2 separate regions of the Gadus morhua genome follow, and region 2 is linked to region 1. Evidence: chromatin contacts called from public Hi-C data. All regions are on one chromosome and are shown on one strand. The core of a region is the stretch at or near the end of the contact, and the rest is flanking DNA. Distances in the headings are between cores, read along the strand shown. Region 1 holds the start of prkacbb (protein kinase, cAMP-dependent, catalytic, beta b). Region 2 holds the start of rpe65a (retinoid isomerohydrolase RPE65 a).

Region 1 (3,982 bases), core at 924-3,423:
AGTACATTGTTTATCATGTGGCCAACAACACGCGGATAACTCCAAAACGATGGGTTTGAATTTGCGGCACCGATAAGGGAAAGCGCTGCAGAGGTGGTACGCATGGAAGGCCAACAGGCAACACATACAGCACAAGTTGCTATATAGGGAACTCCAGGTTTGTCATGAGAGGGTGGCCACTCACCACACACAAATCCCAAGCCCAGGGCAGAGGGTCAGCTTAACCAGATTAAACAGCCAGCCCCTGACAACCTACAGATCCTAAACACAGTGAAGATATGACCGAGAGTGGGCCACTGTGCTGATCTAACCATCGCGACCAACTCTGGAGCAGCTTGGCACTGGCAACACTGCTGCCTCTGAACATTCTTATAATGTTCTGAACTAAGATATATCCCTATGTAGTAAGGATGATTTGGATGATAGCACTATGGTGCATGCATGCCCCCATCTAGTGTGATTCGTCTATTTACACAAAGCCACCACTATCCTAACGCCATCAAAGAATGGAAAAACTTCAGAGAACGCAGCAAACCGGATCGCCTCATCACCTACCCGCACACGTCAAAGCTTACCGTCACAAATTAACTCTAGCCTAGTTGCAGCTACGTCAAACCTTTCAAAGCTTGTAATACCCCTTATCCTCTGACGAAGGTCGCGATGACAAGCCTTTACTGGTCAATTATAATATTGTCTGCGAGAGTGGCACGACAGGACCGTCACAACATTTAGATTATGTCAAAACTAAAGCTCTTAGTAATCTTACTTCGTGAATGCCTGAGTGTTAAAGGGGATCCCGGTAGTGGAGCCCAGTTTTATGAATGGAAAGAAGGCATTTGTCATTTCTTCTCCATATTTGGTCACTGTGCTGCAGAGGCACAGCTGTGTTTATGTAATGTAGGCAAGGACACAACATGCTTTGGAAGTAGACGCTGTCAAACTTAAGTAGAAAAAATACAATATCATGTTTTGAAGTTGGGATTACGTTGCATTTGACATAAACAGATAGTGGAAACAACTGCACAAAGTTGATGTAAAACCAGTTTTAGCTGGAGGCTGATAAGAACTTAAATGGGCAACACCCAGGTCTGACCAACTGATCTCGGTGGTGTTGGGAAAGAAAAACACAACAAAAGTTAATCAAATACACCTTTACAAAGACAAACACCAGGGCTACCGGGACGATCTGTGCAGCACATATGTGCAGCACAGCTAGCCACGGAAAGGCCAGCTCACCAACATCAAGAGAGGGGGACTGACTGGGCCTTGTGAAGGCTAATCCCCTGCAGCTAATGTTAGCTGGCTGGCTAGACATCCCCTCTTTACGCATTGTGCATTCAACTCAACACATATTTTCTCCAAAACCATCCAAAGAATTAAAACAAAAACAATAGTAAAGAAACAAAATGTGCAGGAGGGGCATGCATCTGTAGACTGGGCGGGCGGACATCATGTTTTCCCGGTGGTTCAGAGGGTAAATACCCCCTCCTCACAACTCATAGGTTTTTTTATGATAACAGCGTTTTAGACACTACTGCTGCTGGTTATACACTCAATTCAGGTCATCCGGAGATGCGATCCCACCAACACTCACAAGCCTGATCCATAATATAGTGTCCAAATGTTTACCAGGCTGTGATGGAGTGAATATGGCCAAGGGAGAGCGTACCCACACCCCGCCACCACCACCCCAGACCCCCGCCTGTTTGTAGGCTACAGATTAAGAGTATAGAACGGATATCTCCAACGCTACAGCCCTATCTACCCAGTGTTTGGAGAAGATGGAAACTAATTAAATGACACGGGGAAACCATGACACCCCCGTCCTGCCCGGAGCGGATCGCTCACCGTTCTCCAGCTCGGTGCCCTTCTTGGCCGTGGCCGCGTTCCCCATGGTCCACACCGGACCGGGAGAGATGGCGCTGGCTGGAGACACCAAGCAGAGCTGATGTTTCTGGGGGTTGCAACAACTCGTCCTTTTTAAAACGTAGTCACCCTCTCTCGGTGTGGACGCGATGCATATATTCAAGCGTTGGATCCCACTGTTTCCAGGACGATCGAAGCGGCCTCCCTGTCCTTTTTAATCGATATCCGTCCCTCTCTCGTTGTGTGTTTGCTGATCGCGATAGCGTTGACATGAAGCTAGCGGTCACTTCTTGTGCGCTTCTCTTCCTCCCCTCCAACCCCCCCAGCGGCACTCAGGGTGGCTTCTGATTGGTTGGAGATGTGTTTGGAATACCTGGACTTTCTTCCGCGTTCTAGTGCATCATGCACAGAATGTCTGCAAATGCACTGGAGAATTGCATTTATGGATTAAATAAACGCGTAAATGTCATGCGTAATGCGTTATGTCTATGGAAAATACAGACTGGTCCCGCCCACTCTTGTATATGTTATAGCTGCGTATGTCTGTAGTAGCTGCGCATTCAACTTTCACTGTTTGTATTGTTTTCTGATATTGTGCTTGCAATATTTAAAAAAATGCATTGTTATTATTGTTCAGTCTCATACCAGTCAAGAACTTGCAAATATCATCCCATTTGTGACTCTGATAAAAAGCCATTATTGTAACGACACTGCTCTAATAATGTTTACATACTCATATTCAATGATTGTAATACATATAACAAGTATTTACAAAGGAAACTGCAAAATATGTTACCTTCACCGCATTCAAGCGATTTGGATACATTTAATAATAAAGTGATTATGTTTGTAATCTATATCTCTGTGATAATCATTCGCAACAGATTGATATAGTTAGGATGCCTTTGTAATTGTTTATTTGAATAATTCCTCTTTAGCGTATTCAATAAAAAAGCTCTTCCTAATTATCTAGTTGACAGTGTTATTGAAAAATAGGACAATGTTTAATTAAATTAACAAGTTGACACCCCGATCATATAGGTGTATTGTTCTGTGTACATTTCATTAATTTCCACATAGGCACCGACTATGCTATAGTGGGCCATTTAAAATAAAAACGCCGGTATTTTATACAATCAACGTATGGATGCGTTCAAACAACCAATTTTTCAAGAGCTTTTACTGCAGCATTTGCTTCTATAGGCCACCAGAGTGCAGCAATGCTCTATCTTGGGTCATCATTTTCTTTCAAAATCCACCCGCGGCTTTTAGGTCTACGAAATATATTTGTAGAGAGGATCATCTGGCTCAAATGTTTTTGTCACTATGGGTGCGGCTTCAAAGCTAATTACTGTGATGTAGTGTACACCTGTGTGTGTGTGTGTGTGTGTGTGTGTGTGTGTGTGTGTGTGTGTGTGTGTGTGTGTGTGTGTGTGTGTGTGTGTGTGTGTGTGTGTGTGTGTGGCTATTTGCATGCATGCGTGCATGTGTGCGCGTGTGTGTGTGTGTGTGTGTGTGTGTGTGTGTGTGTGTGTGTGTGTGTGTGTGTGTGTGTGTGTGTGTGTGTGTATGTGCGTGCGTGCGTGGTTACGTGTGTGTGCGTGCGTGCGTTTACTTGAATACATTAACATATGTCCATGAATTGTCCAAGCCTGGTATCGATTGCTGGTCATCATAATCAATTAAACTTGCGGAAGGCTGAAAGAAATGTTTGACCAGAGTTCACGTGTTCCACTCTTTTATCTCTTGTTTATCCGTGCTTTTCCCTCCCCCTATCGAGCACTGCTTTGGGTTCTTCCCAGATGACCAGACGCGCTCCATATTGCTTTCTTATGTTGCTCACGAACTTAAACGGATGTGCTTCAAAGAGAATGATTGATGCTTCTTAATAAATGAATGATTAAGTGTTGTGTACGTGACTTCACTTTTGCCGTAAAAACAGAAAGCCTTTTTAAACCGCATACAAAACAGCCATGATAAATATGAAGATTATGACACAAATAATATGATTTATGATTATTACTACTACTACACATACTTATACTACTACTACTAATAATAACAATAATAGTACAAGTAATAATATTAATATGTTATTATTATAATCGTCATTAGT
Region 2 (3,846 bases), core at 1,049-3,548, 150 kb after region 1:
GTTTTGGAGCCTTTGGTTGGATTGGTGCCATGAAAGACCCGTTTCAATATAATAATAAATAATAATGCATTGAATTTATTTAGCGCTTTTCTAGACACTCAAAGACGCCTACAGTTAAGGGGGGGGGGGGACCTCACTAACCACCACCAGTATGTAGCAACCATTTGGGTGATGCACGGCAGCCAATCGGCTCCAGAACGCTCACCACACACCAGCTTGAGGTGGTGTACAGGGGGGAGTCATAAATATACGGCCTGTTAAGATCGTTGAGACTACCGGTGATTTAGGGCTATACAAATAAAGGTTTAATTTAATTGAATGAGAGAGCCACTCCTCTACCGGCAAGGACTCTTCTTGACTACCACAGCGATTCATCCTTCGAGGAAAACCCTGGAGAGCTCCAGGCCCCCTCTCCACTCACGATTCTCCCCGTGAGAGCCCAAACGCCCGGGAACGAAATCCCTCCCTCCTTCCGCCCTCCAGCCAACCAGCAGCCCCACACGGGCCGCGTCTCTCTCTCCCAAAAGAGCTGAGCCCCTGGTCCGTGACGGGTGGCGGTGAACCGGCTCCAGCCCTCACCGCGCTACGCCTACAGTTCCGGAAGAAGGAGCCTAAAGGAGGGATGCCTTCGGGGAAGTAGGGGGACTCTAGCGACGGGGCCCCCGTGGAGAAGAGGCAGTGCTCAGGGTCTAGTGACTAAGATGAGGAGCGATTCTCCTCCACGTCTGGGTGTAAGCGCATCCAGAAAGAGGATCCGGGCGACAGTAGCTCAGCTGGTTTGCGGGTGACTAGAAGGTTGCTAGTTCGATCCCCTGCTCCTCCTAGCTGAGTGTCGAGGTGTCCCTGCATGAGCAATACGCCTCATCTCATTGCGCCCGACAAGCTGGGTCCGTCCTATGCATCTATTGTAAATAAACAAAGAACATTGGCTTTCTGCATTTGCAGTTTTTTCCTCACAATTGAGATTCAGTAGTTTTTGTATTTAAAATATGGCCATTACAATGATGTCTACCTGTATCAAAGTACGTTGTTTAGTGCCTGGACTTTTTGCAACAGTAACCGTTTTTTTATTCATATATATATTCACCAGCAGAGGTCGCCCGAGCATTCCCAAAAAATGTGTTTAATGAGCGCACGCATCAAGAATGGTATTTGTCTAGTAGTACATGTGAAACAGCATATATCATATCGGAATCATATCGAATACAAAACACTTTTTTCGATTGAGCCATACAACTGCACAAATGTCAACAAAACTGAAAAAAAATAAACGTTGGAAAATGTCCCTTCTTATGGTAACTACAATTCTAGATTATTGTCCCTATATATACAGTCAGGCTATATCTGTTGTGTTGATGTTATGTGCAAATATAAAATGCTGGCTTTATAAGGATATCATTACATTAGAGACTAACAGTTAGGGCATTATGTTATATTACAGAGAATAGTGCATTAACATAGATGGATAGATAGTCATATAGGGTTTACTTCATATACTCAAAGGGTTTAGCGCCCTTTGGGTGTCTTTCTGTGCTTTGCTTATATTTCGACACAATTTAAATACAACAGAATTTTCGAGATTAGGATAACAGATTTGAGGATTACATGAGTCTGGGTCGGACATTCTTTACATTAACTATAATCACTGCAGATATATATAAAGATCAATCTGTGTAGCCTACTTGAAAACTCCGAAAGATGAAATGTCTCACTTGGAAATTACCACCACAGCTATAATTGTTTAGTCCCAGTTCTAGAGATCCAGCCATGTGCTTTAGTTGTCCAATCACAACCTTGAGATACGGTGCCCTTTAATGCTCATCGTGTTATTATTGCGCAGAAGTCTTTCACACAATGCAGCTCTTGTCTTCGCTTCATGTTGTCATAAGCCTCCACCATAGTGGATTATTGCAATGAGACGAAAAAATGTGAGCTCCCTGGGTTTCACAATGAAGAACAAAAACAGACAAATGAAATCCAGCGTGCAAAATGCCAATTTTAAACTAAATACAATACAGGTTTATTTCGTTTTCTAGTTTATAGAGAGCGTTTGATCTTCAAAATACTTAGTGTTATCTTAAACTGTTTATTTATATATTTATTACCACTCTGCCTAAAAGTAACTTCCATTGTTTTGCACTAATTCCATTTTGAAAGGATTACACTTTGAAACAGTTGTGTAAAAATGTTAAAGCTAAACTTCAGCCTACGGCATCGTCGTCATTACTTATACAATCACGTGTTTTATTGCCACACATTTGCAAGAATGGGTTCTAACTTTGTGAAATGTTGTATAAGTCCGTTCTGAACAGGGTCGACCCATGGCTAGAGAGGGATATTGGCACAATGGAATTTATGTTCAGCATGCGATGTGATTGGCTGGCCGGATGGTTTACAGCGCAATGGACCGTCCCTAAAAAAGGGATTCCAACACGTAAAGCTACCCTATAAAACAGGCCTATATAGGCCTACCATCATCAGAGGGGAAATCAGACCTCCATATCCGAACTGAAACAGAAACTATTTGATTGTGTTGTGTGATTACACAGGAAGAAGCCATGGTTAGCAGGTGAGTGTTGATTCCTCTTCCTAACCTTGTATTCCTTAACACTTAAGCCTTAAGTGCTGACGACACTAAAGGCTTGAGGGTAGCTGCTTGTGATGGAGTGTAACAACAGGAACATTTAGCACTGATTTGTTCTTTAAACTTTCCAAATGATCTCATTCATCGTAGATGATGCCTGCCTGACCTGACATAAATGGTTATAATGATTATAGTGGGTTTGAAATTATAGTGTATAATGTTCAAATTATAGTTTTGAACATTGGTTGCAATGTGAAATTATCAGAAGGTTTAGCCTCTATTAAAATGAAGCCCACTTTATTGAGCGATCGTGTGGCTTTGGTTTCATTGGCTGGAAACTTGATTTGATCTTTGTGGATGTTTTTGATTAATCCTTTCCTTTGTCGGGCACTTGAAGCCTCTGTGGATTTGAAGCCGAACGGCTAATACTCGTGGGATGTTTGAAGGTTATATTGGTTACTCTGACCTTACAGCCATGTTGAGGAAACATGAACTGGGTGACCTGTTTAAAAGCACAACCTTTTGGTCACAGAGAAAAACGTTCTCTAAGGATGGAAATGTCCTCATGCTTCAATGCTCTCATCGTCTTGACATTTCAGAATTGAACACCCAGCGGGCAGCTACAAAAAGATCTTTGAGACTTGTGAAGAGTTGTCTGAGCCTATTCCAGCGGTCATCACAGGTGTGTAGGCTCCTCCAAGCGGTCATGTGTCTATAAACCTTGTGTGTCTCTCACATTTAGACAAACCATCTGTTTTGGTGGATGATGTTGATGTTTGCACTTTACAGGGAGAATTCCTTCCTTCCTAAGAGGGAGTCTTCTGCGCTTGGGACCTGGACTCTTTGAGGTTGGAGATGAGCCTTTCTATCACCTGTTTGACGGCCAGGCACTCATGCACAAATTTGACTTCAAGAATGGACAGGTCACCTACTTCAGAAAGTAAGACCAGATTTATAGATTTACACACTCGATGCTGTTGATTAAAATCAATGAAACCAAATGTAAAACATATTTCTGCTTACCTCCACTTCTACTGCACATCTAGGTTTATCAAAACGGATGCTTATGTACGAGCCATCACAGAGAAGCGTGTGGTCATCACTGAGTTTGGTACCTTTGCCTATCCCGATCCCTGTAAAAACATCTTCTCCAGGTGGGCTTTGTAATAGACACAATCTTATTTGTTTTCATATGAGCCGAAAGGGAATCCTCATTATTACAAGTAAAGAAGAACCATGAAACCAAGAATCTGGCATCATTG

What was found. A called contact is a pair of places that touch in the nucleus more often than the background predicts.
Region 2: a contact with region 1 is called in a Hi-C map of gill, with 4 times the contacts expected there. The contact joins the promoter of rpe65a here to the promoter of prkacbb in region 1. A contact is called at or near these places in 2 of 6 Hi-C or Micro-C datasets (blood and gill).

Annotation. Positions count from the first base shown.
Region 1 is chr8:5,069,208-5,073,189 of gadMor3.0, forward strand. prkacbb (protein kinase, cAMP-dependent, catalytic, beta b) reads right to left here and starts at 2,174. Exons shown (of 10, transcript XM_030362808.1): 1 at 1,849-2,174. The coding sequence starts at 1,894.
Region 2 is chr8:5,216,265-5,220,110 of gadMor3.0, forward strand. It overlaps rpe65a (retinoid isomerohydrolase RPE65 a), which reads left to right and starts at 2,299. Exons shown (of 14, transcript XM_030362787.1): 1 at 2,299-2,569; 2 at 3,184-3,266; 3 at 3,374-3,524; 4 at 3,631-3,738. The coding sequence starts at 2,559.